2 separate regions of the Mus musculus genome follow, and region 1 is linked to region 2. A link is a contact called in public HiCAR-type data. All regions are on one chromosome and are shown on one strand. Each heading gives the region's core, a stretch centred on a gene start, on an enhancer-like site or on the middle of the called end of the contact. The rest is flanking DNA. Distances are from core to core; before and after follow the strand shown. Region 1 has its middle 100 kb from the start of Arhgap20. Region 2 has its middle 77 kb from the start of 1810046K07Rik.

The links. HiCAR-type assays count read pairs that join an accessible place to other places.
Region 1: a HiCAR-type map of fibro-adipogenic progenitors shows a contact between it and region 2, with 4 times the contacts expected there. The contact joins two enhancer-like sites. A contact is called at or near these places in 6 of 484 Hi-C or Micro-C datasets (adipose-derived mesenchymal stem cells, nephron progenitors and uterus) and 1 of 115 datasets of contacts at active chromatin or transcription factors (fibro-adipogenic progenitors).

What each region holds. Positions count from the first base shown.
Region 1 is chr9:51,659,697-51,666,388 of GRCm38.p6, forward strand. No RefSeq gene overlaps it. Among named protein-coding and RNA genes, the nearest start is that of Arhgap20, 100 kb to the right of the region's middle. Within about 2 kb of position 1,580, at least 17 of the 459 cell types and tissues checked have an H3K27ac peak or open chromatin away from gene starts, as enhancers often do. A contact at or near this core is called in fibro-adipogenic progenitors and uterus, where this site is marked.
Region 2 is chr9:51,402,672-51,409,789 of GRCm38.p6, forward strand. No RefSeq gene overlaps it. Among named protein-coding and RNA genes, the nearest start is that of 1810046K07Rik, 77 kb to the left of the region's middle. Within about 2 kb of position 5,505, at least 14 of the 459 cell types and tissues checked have an H3K27ac peak or open chromatin away from gene starts, as enhancers often do. A contact at or near this core is called in fibro-adipogenic progenitors and uterus, where this site is marked.

The DNA of each region.
Region 1 (6,692 bases), core at 330-2,829, 250 kb after region 2:
TTTATTCAGGGTGAAAGAGATGAGTCTAATTTTACTCTTTTACCTGTGAAGATTCAGTTTCCCAACAACAGTTTGTTAAAGAGGCTGTCTTTTTCTCCAATGTGTTTTTTATACCTGTGTCAAAAATGAGGTGCATACATCTATGTGGCTTTGGTTCTAGGTTATCAATATTCCACTGGCATATGGATCTGTTTTGTGCCAGCCCCAGGCTGTATTTTGTTACTAATAGCTTTATAATATAACTTGAAATCAGGTGTTGTGATGACTCCAGGATTTCTTTGGTCATTCAGGTTATTTTGGACTTTCATATGCATTTTGAGTTGGTATATAATAAATATGCTGAGCTTTTGGTTGAGCTTTCTCCAACAGAGATCTGAGTCTACCCAGTGATAATCCCCCCCCCCTCTCTCTCTCTCTCTGTGTGTGTGTGTGTGTGTGTGTGTGTGTGTGTGTGTGTGTGTGTGTGTGTATGTTCTGTGTTTGTCTTCTTTCTCTGGCAACCCCAACTTGGAGCAACATCCAGCACAGTGAGGAAATTGGGCATCATTTGTTTTTTTCTGATGCTAGAAGAAATTGCCTCAGTTTTCCCATTTTGTTATGATATTAGCAAAAGACTTGTTATATGTAGTCATTTTTAGCTTGAGATACACTCCTTCAGTTCCTTGTTTCTCAAGTCTTCCTTCATAAAGGGATTTAAATTTTGTCTAAAGTACTTGCTGTTATCTATTGAGATGGTTATGTAATTAATTGCCATAGGCTATATTATGTTTATTGATTTGTATAGGTAAACTATCCTTATATGCTTGGCATAAAACCAACTCTGTCATGATACATAACAATTGTGATGTAGTGCTAAATGTGCTTTGCAAGTCATTTATTGAGAATTTTTTTGTGTCTTTGTTCACTAGGAGAAGTGACTTAACGAAACTTTCCTCAAACTTCCTTTTCTTTGCAAGCTTATTTTGTTCCTTGAATTAGCATTCCCCTGAACATGAGTTTATAAAACATTAACAGAGGTCAGCATGGTGGTCCCGGTCAGTGGGTCGTAAATCTTGATAAAAGTGTGTCAGAGATGAAAATATGGAATGCTACTGTGGATCTAGGAATCCTGGAATCCATGTTTATCACCAGGCCTAACACAGCCCTTAAATATATAGGTGACTGTTCTTCAAAAGGATAGAGACAATATAGTTTATTAGCTATGGATCCATCTAAAAGCACCACTAAGATTTCTAATAGATATTTTTCTGTGTTGCTTCTTCTTGCAGTCACTAGAAACTAAAAATATAACTGTTATGTGGGAGATCTGTAAAATGTTTTGATGTATAAAAGGGTTCTTTGTGCTAAAAGGACAAAAAAGGCTGAAAAAGCACTCCCTGTACCCAGAAGATGAGCTCCACTGGCTGGAAACTCAGGCATGATGCCATTAGATGAGAATATTCTAGGGTCACAGCAAACTGTGGTTCCTCCGCAATCGTAAAACACAGCATGGTCTGGGCACCCGTGAATAACCTGGATGGGTAGGACCCAGTGTTGTGCAGGGGATCCTTGCATCTCTCTTAGGCTAGGGCTCTGTGGAATGTTTGACACAGCAAGTCCAGCGAAGCGGGGGTTTCTGTACTGCAGCTGTATAAATGAGCTGCCATGGCCAGATGTGACTGTCATGACCCTGTTTGTGTACAGCATGGACATGCAGCCTCCACAGCCCTTGGGGATCTTTTTGGCTCTGGGACGCTATGATAGCAGACTTCAGTAAGTTGTGCATCAAAAAGCCAGCCAAATACCCATGAAAAAGAAAAAAACAAAAATGTGCTCACAGATGCTGCTCTCTCCAAAGAGAGAGCAAACTCAGGTTTGTCCAATGAAAGCAAATTCTACAGTATCCTTAATTACAAGGATGGTCTGCCTTCTCAGCCAAAAGCATACGGCAGCATGGCTCAGCCCCTTCATTATACTGGACTCATGACAGCCTTGCTGGTGAGCTGACCCTGGTGATTATCATAGCATGCAGTGGTACCATCCATATGTGGTGTGGCTTATATCACTTTTTTACTAATCCAGCTGATAGACAACATGTAATTTTGTTCTCATTTAAGAAACACATGTTTGTTCTGCACCTCTTGGTTCCTTTCCATTATCACTTTTGCTGCATTGTATTGTTTTTTTGGAGCCAGTGGTTCAGGCTAGCCCAGGACTCATTATGTAGCCCAGGCTGACCTTGAACTCACAGCAACACTCCTGTTTGGGCCTCCATGTATTTGGTTCTTTATAAATTCTCTGGCCCAACTGAGCTTTAAGAAACTATAAAATTAAATCACATTTGCCTTCTCTGAAGTAGAAAAGGCAGAGTGACCAGAAACATAACAGATGGAGCTATTCTTGGCTTCAGCTCTTAGCATCAGTGGCCACACCCCAAAGGGATGGCTGATCCAGGGCTATTGGCAAAAACAGTACAGAGAGAATCAGGTCCTCTGAGAGTCTAATTTTTCTTACCAACTTGGTGTTGACTTCTTTCGTCTGATCTTAGATGCATATTTTCTATATTCTCTCTCGGGACTCTGGGTCAATTGTTGATCTCATAATTTGCCAGCTTGCATCTCCCTTCATGGTTTTAAATTGCTCATGTCAGGAGGGGTTCACAGGTTTTGCTAATATCCTACACTCCAAATGGTAAAACTTGGGTTCCTCAATTCTCCATTCAAATCTTCCCAGGGTACCTAAATGTGTAAGTTTAGTAGTTAACAGTAAAAGGGATTGAAACAGAAGTTTATATCTTTAGTGAATTTTAACTACACAGTTCTTTTGAGAGAGAAAGAAAGAAAGATAGAGAGAGAGAGAGAGAGAGAGAGAGAGTGTGTGTGTTTACCATTTCATTTGGCATTTAAAATATAGCAATTATAGCTAAATATTCCTGACCTTGAGCTAACTAGGAGAGCCTGCCTATGGAATATAGAACACCCAGATTCATGTAAGCCACACTGAATGAATCTAACTGATAGGAAGACATTGGCCAGCAACACCCTAGCTCTATCTATACAACCGAGGCATCTGGAAGGAAACCGAATGCTGTTAGAACTTAAGAAACCGTCCAATGCTTAGACTGTACACACAATTGTTTTTATTTTTAAGTGCTTGGTGTTTAGTGAGCAACAACCTCTTACCAAAATATTTTTTTCCTCCCAACTTTTGGGATGATTCGTCCTTTTTTCTTTGGATCTTCTGCCCAGGGATTACAACATTTTCGAAACACGGTGCATCTACATGATATCAAATGCTTTCTGGAGGAAGTGACCAATTCCTTTGGCTTGGTTACTACGTGGGGCCTCATGAAAATGTTTGTTCAAGCAAAGGGTTATGCTGGATGAGTGGGGGCTTTGAGATGAAAATATAGTGTTTGCCTCTCTGGGAACCTGAATAAACAGGTTGGGCTTTGATTAATCTCTGCCTTACTTAGTTTCAAAATGTGTAGAAGGAGGAGAGATGACCCTGCTAGGAAGGCAGATTAAGTAATTTCTGGCATGAATGAATCCAGAATGGCCTGGGGTGGAGAGAGATAAGATGCATTTGTCATCTTTACGAAGCATTTGGAAACTATGTAAAGAAGAGAGAGGAGGGACCAGCATTGAGGGCAGTCGGCCTAGCCAGGAAGCAGCCTGGGTGAGCACAATGTCTCCCGCATTGTGTCCCAGCCTTTATATGTGTAGGTGTTAGTGGATGCCTGCCACAAAAGGTGCACTGCTTTCAACTGGGTTTGCAGACTTCTGGGTTCGTGTAATTAAGCAGTTTTATGTGTTAAGTTGGTCACTTTACTGCAGGACTTCCTGGCCTCTTCAGATGTATTATGAGTGCCTAAGTTCCAAAGATGACTTATCAAGAAATAGTCTCATTTAGGCACCTTTACCAACGTCTCCTTATCAATATCTTCTTATCAATCTCTCCTTCTGTAGCAGCCCAAGAAAACTGTCTTAGAAAAAGCATGATCCGGATCTAGTTGTGCAGGCCTATAATTCCAGGTGTGGAGGGGGCCAGGATTAAGGATTTTCTGTTAAAGGTCAGAATGGGTGACTTAGATGAAGCGCAGTGGGCAGAGGGCTTTGCCTAGTACTCAGGAGACCCAAACCTTAACGTCACAAAGCAAAAAGAAAGCGACTCTTCCTAGTTGTTTTTTCTTTCGAGTCTTGGCTTCACGTGCAATTCATCAGAGTATAAATCCCACCCCCTCTGCACATTAGCTGTGTGATCTGGGGCAGATAGAATCCTAGTATGCCTTGTGTTTGTCTGTGGTAAAACATAGGTTTTGATTTGGGAGGTACAGAATTCTCATGAGAATTAACTGACACTATAATAAATATAAACCAAATCTATACGATTAGTAAAGTACAAAATACACATTGATCCATGCTATGAATTCAGACATGAGTTATAAATATAATCTTGAGATATTCATGTTAAGAGTGGATTTTCATTAATTTAAGGACATTAGCCATAAAACTGATGTCCCACTGAAAACACGATCTAGTATTTGGCCATACTCTGCAAAACAGTTCACTTTTGATATCCCCTGTCCAAACAGTGAGCAGATGAGACCCAAAGGAGCACCTCTCTCTTTATTAAAAATGGCTGGAGGAAAACAATCTGCCTGATTCTGCGCGTGTGCACACACACACACACACACACACACACACACACACACACACACACACACACACTATTGTAACAAACTCCTGGAGCAGTTGGAAAGGACACAGCCAGCTTAGGATTTATGTCTGGTCTTTAAACTCTGAAATAAGCTGAATTATGTAAACATTTTGGCACAGCATACAGGGAGGGAAATACATTCCTCCTGGCATTATTAACAGGTGCTGTGGGAATAAGCAGCTATGGAGAGTTCACATTGCAGTGTCAGCAGAAGAAAATGTATTTTATAGGCTTATAGGGATAGAGGAGGGCCAGCAAGAGCCCACAGGTCCCATGCAGGAAGATGGCTGACAAATACTTTCCAGCTGTCACAACTGCACACGGGGTCTCATGATTTCTTATAGTGTTATGAATGTAAACGGTATTCAATTAACTGTTTCAAACACAGAAAGACTGCATTTACAAGAGAGAGATTTCTAGGCACCTGTCATGCCTGCCACCTCTGCTGTTTTCTGTGGTGCTCAGGGGCAGGAGAGAGGTTGCCCCCCACCCCTGTTCTAAGGCCACTCAGCTGTGCTCAGAGAATATAAATAAAAATAGACATACAAGGAGTGAGTTCTCAGTAAGCAGCAACTCCATCACCTGAGGCTGAGCCTCAGTATTTAGTCTATCCACACAGCATCTCAACCTCCTGCATCAGCCCCCTCCTCCCCTGGCCCCAGACTCACCAACACTAACAAGTACCATGAGAGGAAAAGAGCTTTATGTCCAGGAGGTATGCATGCTACTGCATAGAGCACCAGAGAGACTGATAGAAGTTCTTTCTCTGAAGAGCTAGGGGTGAGAGTACCTTTAAAGATCAAAGGCTCCCTGCCTGGCTGTATATTCCCTTTTAAGAATGAGCAAAAGGGAAAAAAAAAAAAAAGCAATCTGCCAGAAACAGAAGGCCACATGCTAGAAACTGCAGTCAGGTAGCAACAGAACATGACATAAGACTCTCCCCAGCAGTTGAAAGAGCCTGTTGTAAAGACAGATGCTGTGAGCAAAGTTCTAAGTTGTGGGATTAGGAACCTTGTCCAGCCCCAGTCATCCAACAGTCCCTCCAGGAACTCTGAGGACTTGAGCCAAGCAGGGATGAGTTTGCATGGCCCCTGTTCTTCCTTTCCTCCTGCAGGAAGGATGAAAGGCAAGCTTTTCACTAAGATGACCTGTGACTGCAGCTCACTCCCGCTGGAAGTCACAAGGTCTTGTTTCAAAGATCCATGTCCTGGCACTGAGAGACAGCCAGAGGCCCCCTCACTGTTGGCCATTCTGCTTTCCAACGCTGTAATGCTTGCCAGTCACTGGACTGTAAACTCAGAGAAGCTCAGTCTGGAATTAAGAATGCTAACTTTGAAATGTAAGAAACCTGAGTTCAGGTTCCGGTCTTGGGTCTGCCAAGCAGCCTTGTGATGTTGGACAAGGTCTATAATGACTCTCCACTGTTCTTTCCATAGTCTTTTACTCACAGTTTGGGGAATTGAACGAGATCATTTATATGATAAAAATAACAAAAAAAAAGAATGGTGAATACTGTTTATTGTTTGTTTGTTTGTTTGTTTGGTTGGTTGGTTGGTTGGTTTTTTATCTCTGCCGAGAAGTGAAATGCTTGCCATGGCCTTATGAAGATAAACAGACCACATTCTGTTATGTACCAACCTACTTTTATGAGTTAATCAGTTAACTTGGAATTTTTTAGATAGAGTCTCACATAGCCCACATATCCTCAAACTTGCCTATGTAGCCAAGGTTTGCCTTGAACTCCTGATCTTCCTGTCTCTACCTACTAAATGCTGAGATGGGAGGTGTGTACCACATACCTGGCTCATCTCTAGTTTCCTTACTAGAAGTAGGGGGATGAAGCGAAAAGCACCTAATTAACTCAAATTGCTTTCCTGTGACCTACATCCCAGAAAATCTGACCTAGGCCTGGGCCAGGTACTCTGATTGGTTAGCATCTATGTAGCTAAGCAGAGGAGGCTTTCATACCCTCGTTGGGCGATTGAAATTACTGT
Region 2 (7,118 bases), core at 4,255-6,754:
AAAGAGTAAAAATCACTAAAATTAGTTTCATTGCTACCTCATAATTGTAATTTTGCTACTGTTATGAATTGTAAACAACTAGAATGTCCTGTCTAGAGAACAGAAGCCCCTCAGAAGTCCTTTTGTGAATCTCTTAAGTATCTAAGAGTTCTTCTTGCACGTCCTGATACATTAAGTATCTATAGAAAGTGAATAAATAAGGGTAGCTGTTGAGGGCCGTGCCCAGTTGTGGGTGCTATTGACATAAGACAAACTATGTCCCATACACAACAGGGTCTAGAAAGCAGGTGTTGTGAATGTGATGTGACCACTTTGAGTGACAATGGTGAGTAGGTCACTTGACTGGGTTTTGATAAGTTATATCTCTGTGGTTATCATGAGAATTTTCTGTGTGGTCCCTGTAGAAAAAAATACCAATCTGGTTGGTTTTTCAAGAGATTTTAAAATGGCATCTATTCACGTTTTGATTGGGGCACTATGGAAAAACTCTTGTAGGTACCTTCCAGGCTAAAGCGCCCCAAAGCCATTCTTTCCATAAAGCTATCTTTGCTAGTACTGAGCGCATGGAGCACATGAGTGCATTTCTGTTGCCTTTCCTACCCCCTGGAATAGAGGCAAATGATTTTGGCTGACATTACTAGTACCTTCCCATTTTCCTTCCTGCCAGGAAACTAGTCATATGATCTCACTTTTAGAAAGTGAAGCCACTTCACTGGATTTAGCAGATTGATCTATGTACAGAAATAGTGCTATTTACTTCCTGGCTGAAATTTGGGAGCAAGTATGAAATATCTAAAGATTCTCTTCCTCACCACTGAGGAAAAAGCCTTGGGTAGACTTACGACTTGATGGAGTCATAAGATTTTAGTGGTCTTGTGGGATTAGAGCTGTCTTCAAGGGTCACTCAGACCCAGAATGGATGTTAGATGAATAAGAAATAAACTTCAGTTGTGTTAAGCTCCTGGGATTCCAGTTAATGTTTTGTCTCAATGTATTCTGGCCTATTCTCACCTATATTGCCTCAAACCAAGGGCATCTGATTGCAGATTGCAGATGATCCCCAGGGAAATGGCTATCCATCCCTGAATTGACTTATTTCTAAGCTCTTCTCAACAGAAGAGCCCATATTGAATATCAGCAATCTAGTTAAGTTGAGACTGCTAACTATACTCAGAAAACATGAGTATGTGGGCCGAGTCCATTTCACCAAAGGTGACCCAGTTCTCTAAAATAGGGCTCAGGGTCTCTTTCTTAGAACAACTGAGTACAAGAAGTGCTGGCCAGAGCCAGTGTCCAGGTAGTAACTCTCAGATTTGTCTCATTATGGTGGCCATAGTGAAGATATTATTGCCAGAAGCTAAAATTTCTTTGGACAGTATTAGTAGCTAGTATTTATCAAACATATAAATCTGTGAACTTTTCCAACTTTTTGGTGAGACCTTCTCTGATAGTACTGCTTAAGCAGGAATTCTTATTTTCCCCTATCTCTGCTTTATTGTCTTCCTTAGCCACGCCCTCTACTTAGAGGACCTGCTTTGCTATTATGGTTTGCTCCTTGGCTTGAACACAAGCTCCACAAAGGCAGAAATGGTTGTCTACTTCTTACCCATTCTTTGAAGAATTTGTAGCCTATGGTAGGTGTTTCTTGAATTTGCTCCATATAAGGAGATGGAAAATGTGTAGTTCATTGGATTTCTGTCTACTGGGTGAGGTTGTGGGTCAAATAGAGGATTTAACAGGGCTGCTTCCCTTGAAGCTGAAAAATACTGATTGACTGGCCTGAAGTCCTCAGATAGGGGGTACACATGGTGAGTAGTGGACCATCCATCCAAAGGTAGCTTTATTTTTTTCCTATTGCTCTCCTTGAAAGTATCCTGTAGTTTTCTGTCACCCCCTTTGTAGGTTACCCCCAACCAGGAATGACTAATTTTTTAACAACTTAATATCCATGTAGTGGAAACTAGTGTTGTAATATTGCAATTGTTGAGAGAGGTTCTAGGTTCAATGCTCAGAAGCTGTAGAACTTCTAGGTTGTCTATTTTTTTTAAACACTATTGTGTTATTCTCTGAGCCCAAGAGTCTAATAATATAGATTGCCTTACCCAAGCATTCTTGCTCTTTGATTCTTGTTGGTTCACTCAATGGATGGTATCAACAGAGACTGGGAAGGGAGTAGCTGGGATATAGGAGGGTTTGACTCCAGTGCATCTGCTCCTTGTGGTTATCTTGCCTGTTGTTGCTTCCTTGCGTCCCTGGCATGGCAGACAGTCCTATTGGATTGACCCTTTTCTATGGCTCTTATTCTCCTTGGAGTACGGTAACAACATTCCTCTACAGCAACTTCTCTCTAGCCTATTCAACCCTAGAAAGCTAACGGCTTTCAACTGTTAATTTCTGGACACTTGATCATCTCTTATCATCTCTACTGTCTCTATTGGGACACACTAGCTGACATAAGACCTTAAACAAGCCATTTGCATTCTCAGAGTCTTAATTTTTGTTTTTATATACAATATAGAGCATAATACCTACAAAATTGTATGCATTCCCCAGTACAGATAGTAGCATGTGATAGTTTTTGTTTTGTTTTGTTTTTTTTTCTCGTATGAAGTCTGTGCCCTTAGAACTTGGGGCATTGACTGCTAATGGTTCTTTGTATTAAACAGCAAGTAGTTATTCTTATGCTCAGATTTGTAGTAACCTCTATGGGATGACAAAAGTGGGTCTCCATGAGCTTCCCAGAAAACACTCTGCTGTGTACTAAGGTTGATCACTGGAATGAGAGCATAAGGCAGTGCTTCCTGCGAACATGCGTTGTCCCCTAGGAAATATCTTCAACAGTTACTTTTCTCATTGCTGTGACAAAATACCTGGGATCCTGGATAAGAGTTTAAGGACAGTCCATCACTGCTGTGTAGGCACGGCAGCAGGAAGTGAGGTGGGTGGGCATATGGTATCCTTAGTCAGGAAAGAAAAAGCAGATAGGAGGTGCAGAGTATTAAACCTCTTAGCTATACACTTTTTTCAACCAGGCTCAATCCACTAAAGGTTCTACAACCTTTCAAAATGGCACCCCCAGCTGGGTACCAAGTGTTCAGCCACGTGAGCCAATGGGGACATTTTACATTCAAACCATGTCAGCTATTGTACTGCTTCAGGTAATTCTTACTCACAATGGCCATAAGGCACGGTTAACAGTTCTAAGATCCGACAAAGTGGTTTCCCACAATCAGTCTCAGCTAGGCAGAGCTGGGATCTAGCCATGTCTCACTCATGCCCCTCTGTATATAAAGCCAAAACTCTGCCATCCTCACTGAGTCTTCACCAGGGCATCTATTCCCATTTCCTTCTAACAGGATTCTCAGCTTTCTAAGTGGTCATATATAAGAATGTGGCTTTTCTTATTTTCCACCATCACCTCATTATGCAAAGGAATCTCTCAATAACAAGTTTCTGAAAACCTATAGGTTGAAAGGGGCATCTCTGTGTCTTGGGGTAGACATGCTTGATTAAGCTGTGGAGACTTCAAAGGAAGGCCACGGGTCTGTCGGATTCATCAAATGCAGATTCTTGTCAAGAGTCACACAGAAGGATGAGGAGAGAGTCCTGAAGAGAAGGAGGGCTGAACTGGAGTGAGGGAGAGGGACCTGGAGAATATTTGGTGTGTGGAGGTAAGCAGCACACACAATAAAAGTGTAAGCAGCAAGGAGGCCTCTGTGTCTCAGTGGGTGATGGGGTTTCTGGTAATAAGAAACGTGGAGAGGGAGTGGACCTCATAGAGTCCCACAGGCACCAGGAGTGTCCGTGCCAAGGGTTCTGCTAGAGAGGCAGGGTGCAGAGCTCCTGATGAAAGGGAGTTCAAATTGACATTTTCATTAGCTGAAATATTTGGAATAAATAAAAGGTTTTCTCTCCTCCTTCACATTCAGATTCCTCTTTCATGAGGACTTGGAGGAGTGACACATACCTCTGAAGAAGAAGCGTTTTGCAAACACTTGTTCATATTAGATCATATAAGGATAAGAAAAGACAATTATTTAGACGTTCTTCTTTTTCTCCCACCCTCAAACAAACAAACAAACAAACAAACAAACTCTATGCGTATGTTAATTTTGGAAAAGATCCTTTAAGTGTTCTTGATAACACTAGGAGGAGACACACAGAACAGCTGATGTGGCAGCTGCCTCTCTGGGAATTCCTTAGGAGAAAATTGAAAGTTGAGACACAGCTGTAGAATATTCAGGGAAGGATTTCTGTTTTCCACCTAGCCTGTCCTGATTATATCTTCATATTCATCCACATTGAATAAAATACCTGTAATATTTTTCCTGCTTACCCTCTGTTAGCTGAGGGAACTCTGTTTCTTGCAAGTCAGGTAAGTATTGATTTCTGATTGTGTCTATAAGAGAAGACACAATCTTCAAGTCACCTATCTTTTCCAGTTTCTCTCTCTCTCTCTCTCTCTCTCTCTCTCTCTCTCTCTCTCTCTCTCTCTCTCTCTCTCTCCCCCCTCTCCCTCTCCCTCTCTCCCTCTCTCCCTCCCTCCCTCCCTCCCTCCCTCCCTCCCTCGCTCCCTCCCTTCTCTCTCTCTTTTCTCTCTCTCTTTCTTTCTTCCCTTCTTTCTTTCTTTTCTCCCTTCTTTCCTCTCTCTCTTTACCTCCCTCCCTTTCTTTTTAAAATTCTTAGTTCTTTTAGAATTTTACACAGTATATTTTGAGCATATTCACCCCATCCACAAACTCTTTCTACATCCATGTCCCTTTCCCATCCATCCAACTTTATGTCTTTTTGTTTTTCCCACCAAGGCCAATTTGTGTTGCTTGAGTATTTTTGAATGTGTAGTCTTCCACTGAAGCATGGTTGACTTACTGGGGTCTGTGTTCCTAGAGAAAACCAACCCTTCCTTTCTCAGCAGCTCACAATTGTTAGTATTTCCTGGGCTTGGGATGGGATTATGTGCGTGCTCCCCTCTGCATTCTGGGATTTGGTTGAACATGAGTTGCATAGACCTTGTGACTGCTGTCAAAACTGCTGTGGGTTCATATGTGCAGCTGTTCCTCTGTGTCCCTATGACAGGGTTGCCTACTCATCCACTGCCTCTGCCTCTTACATTTTTTCTGCCTTCTGTTCTGCAGTGGTCCCTAAGCCCTGGGGAGAGGGGTTTGGTATATATGTTCCACTTGGGACTCAGAATTATGGTCACTTATTTTTTTACCTCAGTCAGTTGCAGGTCTGTGTTAGTCAACATCTACTGCAAACAGAAGCTTCTCAGATGAGGGTTTGAGATGCACCGATCTAGGGGGTAATGGGTAATTTTCTACTTTCATGGATGCTCTTTCCAGCTTACATTTATCTCTGGCTCATAGAAAGCTAGAGTTTAAACCTAGGTCCTTTCCTTAAGTACTGTACTTAGTAAGAATTGCTCCACAGAGCACATTTGTGTGCTGCAAAATCAACTGGGACTTTGAGAAACAGGGGTGAGTGGGAGGAGTGTTCACTAAAACAAGTGTAAACAGACTTAGGCTTGAATATTGGGCAATCCCTATTCAAAGGAATGTTCTCCCGGCTTGCTCTGTTGTCTGTCTCACTAGATGATCATTCTCTCCCTGCTTCTCACATTTTTTTTTCTGTTTGATTTCTTGTACCCTACACACACCACTACCAATCAATCATTAGATTGGATCATAATTTTTTCTTAAGTGCTAAGACCCTCCTAATATTAAACACTTTAATAACCCTTTTTTAATGTCTTAATTCACATGTACACTTAGAGTCTCTGCTTCTTGCCAAATAAGTTGCTGTGGATTGAATTGTTGCTGCCCCATCCTCTACCAGTCCCACTTCAAAGGCTAAAGCTCTCACCTTACATCAAAGTATTTGGAGATGAGGACTATAGACGATAATTAGATTTAAATAGAATCATGAGGGTGGGACCCACATTTTAAGACCAGTGTCCTTATAAGAAGAGAGTATAGAGATCTCTCCCTGTACCTGTCCTCCTCCTTGGCACATGAGGACACTAAGAAGATATTGTGTTGAGTTTAGGAAGAATCTCCTCTCCAGGATCCAACTGTGATGGCACTCTGATCTTGGACTTCTTGACTTTACAGCTATTTTATACACACACACACACACACACACACACACACACACACACACACATATATATTTGCTTAAGTCATTCGATCTATATTGTTATTTATGATAGGGGATACTGTTATGTTTTGAGGTAGCCTAAACAATCTATGGTATTTATGTAATTTACTCATGGAATTTGGTAGCATTATTTATGGAAGATGTGCTAGTTAGTTTTTACCAACTTGACATAAGCTAGGCTCATCTAGGATAGGGACCATCAACTGAGGAAATGCCTCCATCAGATTTCTTATAGGTTGATGTGGGAGGGTCTATCTAACTAGAGGTCTTGGATTGTGAAAAAGCAAACAGACAAAAAACCAGGCTGAGTGGGTCATGGGGAGCAAACCCATAAGCAGCGTTCTTCTGTGGCTTCTGCTTCAGTTTCTACCTCCAGATTCCTGTCTTGGTTGGTGCCCTCACTTCTCTTTGTGATGGAATACAACTATAAGCTAGATAAACCTTTTCTCCTAAAGTTGCTTTGGGTCATGGTGTTTTATCACTGCAATAGAAAGCAAACTAGAATAGAAGGTTTTCTTTTTCCAAGGGGTGACAATTTCTTTCCATCAGCTACTATAAAGAATGTTACCAGTTTTGAGGATAAATTTTCTCTCTCATGTATCTCCACTTCAGTCTCAAGAGATTACCAAATAAAGCCCCCAATAGTAATAATGCATCAGATCTTATCATTGTTTCTTTTATTATCATGTATTATAATGAAAATCCTGTGGCTTTCAGGGGCAGGGCATGATTTACAATGATCCTGTAACTGGCAGGGCTTAGGTGATAGTCTTGTTGACCTGATGGCCAGGTAAAGTGATTGGCATAAATACTTGTCTGTGCACATGAGTTCATGACAGACAGAGATGGTATCATGCAGTTAATCGCCAGCCACTACGAAAACTCTTCTGATGAAAATATCAGAAGTTCCGAGAGTTGACGGCATTGGCATCTTCTCATACGGCTTTATGAACACACGTAGA